Regions from separate parts of the Gossypium hirsutum genome. Here region 1 is linked to region 2. The links are chromatin contacts, called in public Hi-C maps. All regions are on one chromosome and are shown on one strand. The core of a region is the stretch at or near the end of the contact, and the rest is flanking DNA. Distances in the headings are between cores, read along the strand shown.

Region 1 (6,498 bases), core at 2,754-5,253, 200 kb before region 2:
GTGGAACCCAATACTTAAAAAAGACTGTTGTGATAAGATAACAATATCATGACAAGAAATTACTTCGTCCACACTCGAAGAGAAAGCTTTAACCAAACAAAATAATAATAAATTACACGAAGACAAAAACAGTTGCAATTACCATAGTAGATAAATAAATTATACATTCATATAAACAGCAATTTCATAAAGAAAAAAAAATCAATCAACAAATATATTAAATTGAGTGATAACAATGCTAAAAAATTCAAATTTTTGTCGAAACTCCCAAGACTGCTGCTCCCTTTAAAATGATGATTTTGAATGAAATCTAAATACTATTGATTTTATTTGATAAATATATGTGAAAGAAATTAACCAAATCCATTTTAAAATAAAGAAAACAATTAAATAATAAAAATTAAATAAAAGAATAAATATGAACTACTAGGATAATTTGTTAGTCTTTCAAAGGTTACAAAGTCTTTTTATCATTAATATGACTTGAGTTTCAGTTTTTTTCTTAAGCGTCACAGCCACGCCTCCCTTTAAAAGTTTTTTTACCCCAAACTCCGTTATAAGTTATGGGCAATAAAGTTAAGAATAATATCTTTAGTGGAGATGGAGAAAAAAATAAACTGATTATGCTGGAAAGCCCATTTTTTTTATATGATTATGATCTCAAACTTATGTAAGGGGTTTATAAAACATCATTTTCCGATATCATAAAACTTGAACTCGTGATTGCAGAATCACTGCCAACTAGGGACTCGAGTCATACTTCAACCCGTGACTGTTTAACCACCGTTAACTGAGAGCCTAGTTATACTTCAACCTGTGTTTGTATAATCATCGTGAATTGGGAGCTTGAGTTGCAATCCGATGGGCTTCTAAGATGATAGTTTCATCCCTAAAGGCAGATGAAATGTGTAGGTTTTTGAGAACTAAAATATATTTTAAAACTATCACAATGTCTACCTCGAATACAAATGCAAATAAATCTGTCTCCCGAAATTTCTAACACCTAACACAAAAAAAATTCCTGCTAGACATATTTTTAATTTCTCTCTAAAATCAGTTTATTTCTCTAAATTTGGGAGAAACCGACCTACTTTGCTGGCTAATTTACCCCTTTTTGATGCCTTTCTTTTTCTGTGTGTGTATAAAGATGATAGCTATGATATGAATAAGGCTCTGGAAATGGACAAGAAAATTTTAGCCATGATTGATTGTGTTGTAAAAAAAAGACGAAGAAGTTGATAAAAAATGGGGTGGTAAAGAAAATGAAAAAGTTGGGGAGAGAAAAAGAGAGCGTGAGAAGCAAATGAATTAAAAGAATAAAAATTTTATTAATTAAATTTAATTTTAATAAATATATTTTTAAATAAAAAATGATTTAAGTAATATATTTTATAAAAATAAAAAAAGTTACTATGCGGACCTCTTCAATTTTTTAATGTCAGTTAATTATTTAAACTAAAAACTATAATCAAATTGAGATAAAAAAAGAAGAAGAAGAAGAAATTACAAAACTGAAAAAATGAAGTGAAATGATAGAATTAAGTTTTTTTTTTTTTAAGAACTATATTTTGATATTTTTGTTCTTATATGAAGCGAGCTTTTTACTCCAACTTTTAACGTAGAACGTGGCAGGCAGATAGACGGGTGTAATAAATGAAACCCCACGGGTGCCACGTAATAAGACGAAGACCCCTTACAGAAACGACACGCAGTGGAGGATGATTGGATAAAGGAAAAGTAGAATAGAGAAGCGGTGCGTTGACGTGGGACATCGCTTTCGCAAAATGGAGTAGTGAATTAGTGATGGTCTAATCAACTTTCCTGACATTGCCGCCCTTCTCTTCGCCACTGCTTTCTACACTTAATTACTGTTTTGCCAACAATCATTAGAATTTGTTATTTATTAATCCATCTTCATTTGAGAGGAGAGAAAAATTTGAAGAATGATGATTGAGCATGTTTCCGAAGCTGGAAACTTAACACAGCCCTGTGGTCTCCCTACATTCTCTTTCTCCTTTAGCCACAACAACTATTATCTCTTTCATTTCCAATCCAATCCACCAAAATTAGTTTATATTTTAAAAAGTCAAATATGCATGCATTTCTATTCACAAAAGCGAAGGGTTAGTGTATTAAATATTTAAGTTTAACATCTATCATTCACAATTATATAATTAAATAAGAATTAATTTTAGTTTCTATTGTATCAATTCTTAGTCCGATCGTATTGTAATAGTTTGATTCTACTTTTTAATTCTTTATACAATTTATGTTGTAATAATTTGATACTTGTGATTCTTTAAACATGTAATTGTAATTGAATTTGAAATTTAGTTTTTGTACTTGTATTTTCAGAAATTTATTCTATCTACTTTTTAAATTTTAAAATTCAAGTCCAACTGTTAATACGGTTAATTTTTTTAGTTGAATTCAAGTTAATTACATTCTTTTTTAATAACATGGCTACTAAGTGAGTACTTTTTTATTTTAAAATGTCACAATAATAAATTTAACCTAAAAAAATTAACAGTATTAATAGCTGGATCTAAAATTTGAAATCTGAAAAGTAAAAAGACTAAATTTCTATAAATACAAGTATAATGACTAAATTCCTAATTTTTGAAAGGTACAAGGACTATTGGCACATTTTAACCAAAAAAATATAATTAGATAAATTAAAAGTTTATGATATACATATAAAATTAATACTTAATTCAAGATAACAATGGGTAAATTAGTCTTTATATATTTCATTCTTTCATTAAATTTAAATTTATGCTATTAAATGTTTATTTTAACATTTTATATATAAAACATAACAATAAATTTAACCATTAATTTTTACACATTCATTGATTTTTTCCCTACTCTTTTGTTTGAACTAAATTAACCATCTAGCAATTTACTATCAACTTTTATCATTTACATGACACTACTTTATCTATATTTTATTACAACAAAAAATTCTAAAATATCGTAGAGCATTAGTAAAAATTAGGTTAAAGACTTGTGTTGTTCATAAAATTGAAATTTAGTTTTTGTATTTTATTCTTAAGAGTTTGATCTTTTATTTTTTAGATTTTAAAATTTAAATTCAATTGTTAATTATATTAATTGTTTTGTTAAATTTATTAATGTGACATTTTGAAATAAAAATATTCACTTGATTGCAATGTAACTAAAAAATAACATTCTAATGAATCTAAATTTAACACAATAATTTTAATAATTTCAATAATTAGACTTAAATTTTAAAATTAAAAAGTATAGGGATTAAATTCTAAATTTATAAATATTAGAGATAATTATGGCATATTTTAAGCTAAAAATTATGATTCCAAAAATTATAAAAAAAAAGTGTCAAAAGATTATAAAAGAAGTTCTAAATTTAAAAATAAAACATAGATGTGATAATAAGATAAAATAGTACTAAAAATTAAGGGTTATTTTGCTTCAAATAAAAAGTATATGCTAAATTAAAAAATAGGGTATAAAAATTAATGACTAAATTTTGTTATTATAGAACAATTTTTTGATATTTTTAATCAGATAATTTTAATAGAAAAATAATATTTACCGTATGAAAGAACCCGAGTTGTATGTTTAGTATACCCTAAATTCAATAATCCAAAATAGGAATTATTGCTACCTTTAATTCAATGAAGCAAGTTCTTAAAAACTCTATCGTCTTCTTGATCTAATGTTTTTGACAACTTCGAAAAATTAGAGGGCTCCTAATCTCAAAAATGGGTACAAAAGTCGAATAAAAAAGAAAAAGAAATTATGTTAATTGGTATAGAAATTTGTTTTCATGCAGAGCAGCAAAGGGTACTTTTGTTATCATAAAGTACAGCCAACCCGAGAATAGAGAGTTAAAAGCGTGTAGAAGTTGTACACTTAGACAAAAAAAGCAAAAAGAAAATTTCTCATTTGTTATATTATTTTATATTTAAAGACAAAAATTAATAAAATATACTGGTAGTACCGGCACTACAGTGTTGCAGTAGTATAATATATAATTAGTGTTTGTAATTAGAAACTCAGAATCTTGTGGGGGGTTTTGATTCTTTTTTGTGGTTATTGTGAAAAAATTTCCTTTTATCTTCCTCAATTCTGGGTTTTCTATTTTGCCATCCTCAGTTAGAAAGCTATATTGCTGGATAAGATAGCATCTTTTTTTCTTTCTCTCACGGTCCAAGGCCTTACAGTCTGTCACATGGTAAATTTGGAGTTTGCTGGGAGAGGGTTCATCTTATCCCAAGGTTCTTTTCTGTTGATGCAGAATTTTACTACACAGTTTCTATAGATTTGACAGTGGGTCTCTGTCTTTAGCTGGAATTAAGAAGGAAGTAAGACCCACAATTGGTCACTGTTTCTTGGATGAGTTTGCTCCATGTATTTGGGTTTGGTTTAAAGGTGGGGCATCTGCTTTGGATGTTATGTTGCTGGGTAGCATCTATGATTTCCATGAACTGGTTCATTAATGGTGAATTTAAGGACGCTGACACAGTTCTCCTTGGTCATAGTGGTAGTAAGATGTGGTTGAAATTCTGGGACAAGTTCTCAAACTATAGCTTCAACATCCACCATCAATATTACCAGTATGTGGGTTCCAAGAGAATTAGCAAGACTTGGTGGAGAAAGCTCTTGTTTTCATGGATAATTGGTTGGATTTTGGCTTCTATTTCTATACTCTATTATATGAGCTTTCAAGCTACCGAAAAGAGGAAGGAGACATTGGCTAGCATGTGTGATGAGAGAGCTAGGATGCTGCAGGATCAGTTTAATGTAAGCATGAACCATATCCAGGCCATCTCCATTTTTATCTCAACTTTCCACCATGGCAAAACCCCCTCGGCTATTGATCAGGTAAGTTAATATCCTCATCTTGTAACTTTTAGTTAAGATAGATGATTATGCATTTCCTTTGCTTTATTGATCAGGATCGGTTTATCAAGTAATGATCTTGTCAACTTGATAGCCAAACCAGGTCTGAGTGTTTGTAGTTAGGAATTATGATCCTTCTTTTTTTGGATAACAAAGGGAACTCACTTTAATCACATCTAGAGGACTTTTGCGAGGTATACGGAACGAACTGCTTTTGAGAGACCTCTTACAAGTGGCGTGGCTTATGCTGTAAGGGTGCTCCACTCGGAAAGGGAACAATTTGAGAAGCAACAGGGCTGGACTATTAAGAGGATGGATACCCTTGAACAAAACCCAGTTCATAAGGATGACTACAATCCTGACCTCTTAGAGCCATCGCCAATTCAGGAAGAATATGCTCCTGTTATCTTTGCGCAGGATATCGTATCACATGTGGTTTCTCTTGATATGCTGTCAGGACAGGTTAGCTCTTTTACTATCTAAAAGCTTATTGAGAAACCCAAGATTCCTTGGATCACTTGTATTAAGCTTAACTCGACTGAAGATTTAATTGTACTACTTTCCAGTTAGGAGGAATAAAATATTTTCAATCTCTCAAGAATTTTGAATTCATTATTAATTACACACTTCAGTTATGAATACTGAATTTCTTGTGTACCGATAGGAGGATAGCAAGAATGTATTGTGTGCAAGAAAATCAGGAAAAGGGGTGCTAACAGCTCCATTTAGGCTACTCAAAACAAATCGTCTTGGAGTTATTTTGACATTTGCGGTCTACAAGAGGGATCTGCCCTTGACTGCAACTCCTACTGAGAGGATTCAAGCTACTGTCGGGTATGTTTTCAGTATGATCAAAAAGTAGGAATGTCCAACAAATGTCTCCTCCTTTTATAAAAATTAATGGGAAGATAAATTCCTTATGCTTCTCATCTCTGAAACCACATACATACATGAAAAAGGTAAAAGCTGCAATAGCTTACAGACATCAATGAAAATAATGCCTTGTTAAAAAGGGTGAACCAAGCTCTTTTCTTTTTAAACGAGATCCCTGATAGGATGCTCTAGTTAATGGCTCTGATAAGATGATCTCAATCAGGTATCTTGGTGGAGTGTTTGATATTGAGTCACTTGTGGAGAAGTTGCTACAACAGCTTGCAAGTAAACAAACAATCCTTGTGAATGTGCTGGATACAACTAATCAGTCGTACCCTATCAGCATGTATGGCTCAAACGCATCAAATGACGGGTTGGAGCATGTCAGCCTTCTTAATTTTGGAGATCCATTCAGAAAGCATGAGATGCGCTGCAGGTAGTTCATAGATTTTTGATTGCCCAGGTTTCACCTTCTCTTTGATATGGGCCTTTGCAAGTGCGTGTCAACCTTTATATAACATGGACTGTTATCTACACCCATGAAACAAGGTTGTTTAATCTTCAAGAGAGGTTCTAAATTGTTTTCCTTCTTTCTTCAAGAAACCAAAACATTTTAAAAATAAAGTAACTTGAATATAAATCATGGATTAATTTTGTCTTTATTCTAGGTTTAAGCAAAAGCCACCATGGCCATGGTTAGGAATAACAACTTCAATTGGCATCCTTGTGATTGCATTA
Region 2 (6,713 bases), core at 319-2,818:
ATTGGAACAAACAGAACTTGCATCCAAATTATACAATAAGAGATAACTATGAGGGAAGGTTGAATTTGTTAGTAGCATCCTTTGTTTCGATTTTGAAAATTTGTTAAGAATTGTATAAAATGAATTAGAACACAAGTCTTATATTTATAAAACTCTTATTAAGTATAGTTTCTAATAAAATAAATGGTGAATTTTTATAAATTATATTTTAAAATTAAATTATTTTTGAATGAAGAGAGGTCACAGTTGTTTGGTAGTAGGCCAGCAACTCTGCCCTAACCTTTAAAATTTGCTAGCATGTGTAAAAGCATAAATTTTGGAAATTTTGTGGTTGAAAGGTTCAAGAGTATAATTTTTAAAATATCGAACAGATTTTTATTTTGAATTTTTTGGATTGACAAATAAATAATTTATTGACAGCTACTCAAGTAGGCAATTCTGTTTTGAAAGATTAAATTTTGCTAAATATAGACATATTATGTCATAATGACCCATTGTGGAAATGATTATAAAAAATAAATAAGTGTAGTGACGATTTATATGGATATATGATATGAGTAAATATCATAATGTGCCTTACTAGACTTAGTAAAATGTTAACATACAATTGACATGCCAATTAAGGGCTATAGCGTGTTAGAGTTTTGTCATAGGTTTCACGCTTATGTGCACTTTTTATCACCTTTGGGCCTTGCACTTATTTGCATTATGGTGTGGTGTAGTTTATGGTCTTATGAGCTCTTTAGTGTGGTGGAGGGATGTTTTATGCTATTTTACAGTTTAGCACTTTAGTGCTCATTGGTGTGGTGAAGGAGTCTTGTATATGCGAGTCAGTTTTACTAAAGTTTATTATAGGCGATAATGGATTAAATGTTGATAATTAATTTTAAATGTGACTATAGATGGATAAAAGCAAAAGTTAAGGTCAAGAACTAAATGTTTTATTACTAAAATGGATGAAAATAAGGTAAATGTATAGCTAAGAAAATGAGAATTTAAATTGATAAGGTACTCTAAAAGTATATGCCCTAGTTAAGGAAATTACAATGGAATGGATGGATCCAATTGAAAATAAGTGCCATAAATGATAAATATATGTATATGCATGCTTTGAAAAGTTTAGAAATAAAGCTTTAAAATGAGGGAGAGTAATCTCTGCATGAACTTTTCATAAGCTATTGCCTAATGAATCATTAAAATATAAGTTGGGCCCCAAAATTCGAATAATTTAAATGAATTAGTCACATGCCATATATTTTACTTACTATGTGCTAAGTTAAAAACAAATGATTGGCCTAGTGGTTGAGTGCTCCAAAGTTATCTTAGAGGTCCTAAGTTTAAGTCACCAATTTAACATATTTTTAATTAATTTTTTTGGTGAAATTCCTAAGTCCTAAAAACACCTTTGCCGTCCACCCATACATGCCTTGCTTAGGGAGTTTTTTTTCCATCTTTTGTTAGTCAACATTCCATGTTTAACCAAACATAATCCTCTTTTTCACTCCCTTGTCTCCTTCTCTTCCCTTTTCTGTTTACAAATGCCTTGTGTGAGGTTCAATGAACCTAGACATGGTTGACCATAATCCTTCTCACCCAATTTGGCATACCCTCCCTCTCATTACTATCCCACCATTAGCTCATCCGCAACCTCTCCCTTTTTCATTTTTTCTCTCTTTTTGGTTACCCTTCATTTTTCTTTTTATTTTCTTTTCTCTTCTCCTCCACCGTAGCTAGCCTTGCACCACCACCACCTCATCGTCAAGCCACTGCCTTGCCGCATCTTCCCTTCCCTTTTCTCTGCAAGCGTCGCCTCCTCCACCATAACACCCACCGTGCACCACCGTGCATTTTATCTTTTTCTTATTTTTTTATTCTATTCTCTCTTTTTTAAAAGAAGTGATCGAACCCACCTCTTTTCTTTGCCCTCCACCAGAACTGTGCCTTTATCAAGGATCATTGTCGCCGTCACCACCGTAGCACCATCACCGACAGTGGAGATCTCTTCTTGTTTTCTTATTCATTTCAAATACTCATTATTTTTATTTTATTTTATTTAAATCCTAATTTGAACTCTACCTTTCCTTGGATTTATTTTCGAATAAATCCACTTCTTAGATCATTTCTTCTCCTTTGATTCGTGATCAAATCGTTTCGTTGATCATCCGTTTCATTCATGTTAGAGTAAGTATTAAAGGAGTGTAGAAATAGTTTCTCCTCTCTATTATTTTCCCATGGCCGATAACTTAAGGGAGGACCTTAGTGATTTATTTTCATAATGATTAATATTTCATACATATTATGTGTAGAGGGGTCACTCGACATCAACTTGAGAGGCCGTTAGCCGTTGGGATTAAATCGCTAATCTGAGAGATCTTTTAAGGATAAGTGTTAATAATAATTGATAATCGATTTGTTGTATTAACCTTAAAGATGATAGTCTTAACTCAAGATCGCCATTTGTTGTTTGATTAGGAAATCTAATTGTAGATCCTTGACTGGGTGTTCTGGGAGATTAATTACACATCGGATCAAGTGTGAGTTTTAACACTAAATTAATTAAGAATATTATTATATTGATAAAAATGTTGCAATTAAAATAATGTTGTTTGATGGGGATACTATATGTATCCATAAAGTGAGATAAGTCATCCTTATGAATTTCTATCAAGTAAGTGTTTTTCTTAAACCGTATACTTATGAAATGTATGTTGTGTGATATTGATGTTTGCTAATAATATGAAAAATATGCATATTTCATTTTCATGTTATGTGATTATATGAAATATGTGATATTCGTATGAAATATGTGATATTCGTATGAAAATAAGATGTGAAAATTTGGTACCTTGAGTACATATGTGATTTGCATGCTAAACATGCCTATATGATTTTAAGTGTTTTGGCCATATCACATGCATGGGGTGGGATGCCTGAAAGATGGAAGTATATGGTAGTTTATCTGCATTGATGTGACACAATTCATGATTCTAATTATATGGCAGTTTATCTACGTTACTATGACACTATTCACAATTTGGTGTGTTGTTTGGTCGAGTTCTGGGTAAACTCGACTATGGTGTGTAGCGGATATGGGGAGGATCATTTTTACTAAAATCTACATTGTTTTATGAATTATGCATTGACATCATCATGCGTGATATGCTTATGAAATATTGAGATATGTGATTTTATGACTTTGTATAGTATATGTTTTATGTTGTGAATGAGTTTGAGTTAATCTCAGACTGGCTAAAAAAAAGCTCACCCCATTAGTGTTTCAACTTTTCAAGTAGCACTCAAACATAGGACTTGGATCAGCTCTTGGTGGAGCCTCTCGGAAAATTTTACATCATTGATATTTATTGGACTTTTAACTATTTGGATTGTAGGTTGTGTTTTTGTGGACTTTTGGACTGTGGACTTTAACTTTATTTTGGTTATGATTTATATTTTTATGACTTTAAACTATCACACATGCATGCAAAATTATGAGATTTTAAGTGTTTTTAATAATGCCATTTTTCTAAATTAATTATGTTTTTCCTAAATTTTAAACAAAATGATAATTTGTAAATTTCCTAAATAGATTTATGAAAATCGTTGCGGCCTTCTTTGTAAGAAATCATTTTTATAATTATAATATAAGATCCTTCATATTTAGATGTTTTCAAACAACATTATAATTAAATGACGCTTTTCTTTTTTAAAGAATAAATACATTTTACTAAATATTTTTCGAAAAGAAAAAATTAGTCAATCTTAGAAATTTTTATGATTTCAAACTCAATCCTCTATTTTTTTCAAAATAAATAAATAATTTCGCACGTCGTTAATGTAATTTTCAAGATTCGGCCATAACGTCTAGGTCAGGTTTGGGGTGTTACAGACTTGATTAGTATAGCTTTAGAATTTGGCTGAAGTGAATCTTATATGACATGCTTAAAGGGGCTCAACGTTAATAAGGAATAGGATAAGTAGGTTTATTGTCACACCTGGATTGTCAAATTAAAGTTTGGATTATTTGAATCATATTCTTAGCTTATTTAAATTTATTTCGATTTGATCCTATGGAATTATTTTGTGCAAAATTATAATGATTTTAGTTTAATTTGGGCAATATAGTAAATTGGAAAGTCCTTGTATGGCCGGTTATTAGATATTTGGGTTTCAACTAAATTAGTTTAATTGTAACTATAAGATTAGATAAGTGGATGAAAAAATGTTGATGTCCTTAAATTTGAAAATGTTATTTGAAGATAGTGGGAAAGGGTAATGGGGGATATATGGAGAGTAGTTAACTGGGGTTAGAGATTGTGCTGGAAATTCATTTTCATCTTTCATTCCTTTATTGGTTATTTGCTCTGGAACGATGAGAATAGAAGGGAAGAAACCGACTTGCATGTGGGTAGGAATTTACAATTTAGCTGGATAATCGTGGAATTTACGAATTTTTATTAAAGCCGAAGGAGGAGGTCCAAGCATCAAAGAAAATTTAATTGGATGGAGGAGGATTCAACTTCTTGGTATTTTGCTGGTGAGTTCTTAAACTCAAACTTTCAATTTTTGTCTTGCATGTTTCAATGCTTTGAGTTGGATTGTGGTCCTTGGAAAATTATATTGCATGTTCTGCTAATGATGAGATGTTGCTCTATTATGAGATTTTCTACTGAAATATTGATGCATGTTAAGTGTTGAAGTGCAAACACATGTCTGGTTATGAGCACAGGTTTGTGGTATTGATGAACTATATGCTAAGTAAAATGTTATTGATCAAGGTATTTTGTTGAACCTTCTTCTGATTGTAATGTATACCAACATTTATGCTAAAATGTTTGGTATACTTTGTTGTGTGTCACTGAGTTGTATGATTAGCTGAACGTGTGGGCTTGTTGATTGTTGAAAAGAGTTATTTTGATGATAATGATTTGTATGCGGAGCATAGGAGGTATCTGATGATTTGAGATGAAGGAATAATGAGATGTCATGTTGTGCACTTTGTGCCACATATTGTTTGGCTTTACAGAGGTTCAATTGGGATGAATTGAGATTGTATATGTATAAGTTATTTAGCTTTGCAGAGGTTCAGATGGATAGTACACAGAATGGCCAAGCATGGTCAAGTTATAAGTTAAGACAATCAGCAAGGACTTGTCTTCAAGTTACAAGATAAGACAGTCCACAGGGACATTCCTCCAAGTATGAGTCCGTAGGGACATTCCCCCAAGCATGAGTCCACAAGTATGTATCCACCAAGTATTAGCCCGTAGGTATATAACCACCAAGTATGAGTCTGCAGGTATATATCCACCAAATATAAACCTACAAAATTATCCACCAAGTTTTATGCTATATGTCTATCTGCAAGATTAGCTCAGACTATTCAAAATATATTCATACACAAGGCTACCATCAGTGACTTGTTTATGGCGTGTTGAATATTATACTAACCACTCTTATATGGGAGCTGCAAATCATGTTCAAGCTGCTCATCATGCAATTATGTCTATATGAGTAATGTAACACCCCTAACCTATATTTGTCACCGAATTAGGGTTATGAGGCATTACCGGTCATATCAAAGTTCATATAGATATTCATTACATTTCACAACTCAAAATTCAATCACATCAATGCTTGTAACTTAATCAAATATCGAGTCTTAAAATCATAAAATTCATAACATTGCATAATTAAAACATAATTTAGCATATATCAAAACATATTATATACAGAACATTTAACAAAACAATTATTTCATTAGTTGAATATCAAACCTTTTATTATATAGCTTTTGCACATGTACAAATTAAACATCAAACGAACCATATTTCACTACTAAATATTTCATTCATTTATGTGGCATTGGTGATATATAAAAAAAATGACCAAACATGCTTTAGTTACCATTATACCATGTTCATATTTCCTAATGTCAAAGCCATATCTAAGCATAATTACCGAATTAGTATTATCTTATTCCATTAATTGATTCATGACTACACCAATTCACATGTTATGCACATTAATCTAAGTTAAATTTACCGCACGTTATACTAGACATTCTTGCACATATACTCATTTAAAAAAGCATCATTTCAAGACCAAATATACTTCTTCTCTTGACACAAGTTTATGCATATATGACCATATTGATTTGAGCCATTTTGAGCACAAATAACACCAAAAGTACACCTAATTCGTATGCTTAAAATACATACACATAACCAATCACTTAACTACATATCCGGTTATCCAAGATAACTTCAATACATAACATAAACCATATCACATGCTCATTAATATGAGTCTAATACTTTAGTCGAATATACTTATACACATTATTCACCATTTCTAAACCATTTCACTAATGCAAGCATGCCATTTAAAATTGACTCAAAGTAACCATATCAAATTGACAACTATCCATAGTATAGCATAGCCCACACATAACGAATACAACCAATTTCAATATTAACATATAACTAAACAATTAACTACATGACTAAATCACCATTGTCGAATCACAAATTAGATTAAAACCATCATCTATATTTACAAATTAAGCTAATACATGACTGAAAATCACTATCATTAGCATCATTAACAATCCACAACCAAAACACATCCATCATCCATATATCAAGTTTACCATACACATATACCATGACCAAAATTACATAAACATTAGAACATTAGCATTAAGATCAAGCCAT

What was found. Hi-C and Micro-C count contacts between places; a contact is called where the count stands out from the background.
Region 1: a contact with region 2 is called in a Hi-C map of leaf, with 2.1 times the contacts expected there. The contact joins the promoter of LOC107938547 here to the enhancer-like site in region 2. A contact is called at or near these places in 9 of 34 Hi-C or Micro-C datasets (callus, hypocotyl, leaf and 1 more).

Annotation. Positions count from the first base shown.
Region 1 is chrA01:94,042,147-94,048,644 of Gossypium_hirsutum_v2.1, reverse strand. It overlaps LOC107938547 (histidine kinase 3), which reads left to right and starts at 4,003. Exons shown (of 11, transcript XM_016871742.2): 1 at 4,003-4,869; 2 at 5,068-5,349; 3 at 5,552-5,721; 4 at 5,984-6,196; 5 at 6,429-6,498. The coding sequence starts at 4,381.
Region 2 is chrA01:93,840,721-93,847,433 of Gossypium_hirsutum_v2.1, reverse strand. No RefSeq gene overlaps it. Among protein-coding and RNA genes, the nearest start is that of TRNAS-UGA, 5.3 kb to the left of the region's middle. Within about 2 kb of position 1,568, at least 4 of the 9 cell types and tissues checked have an H3K27ac peak or open chromatin away from gene starts, as enhancers often do. A contact at or near this core is called in leaf, where this site is marked.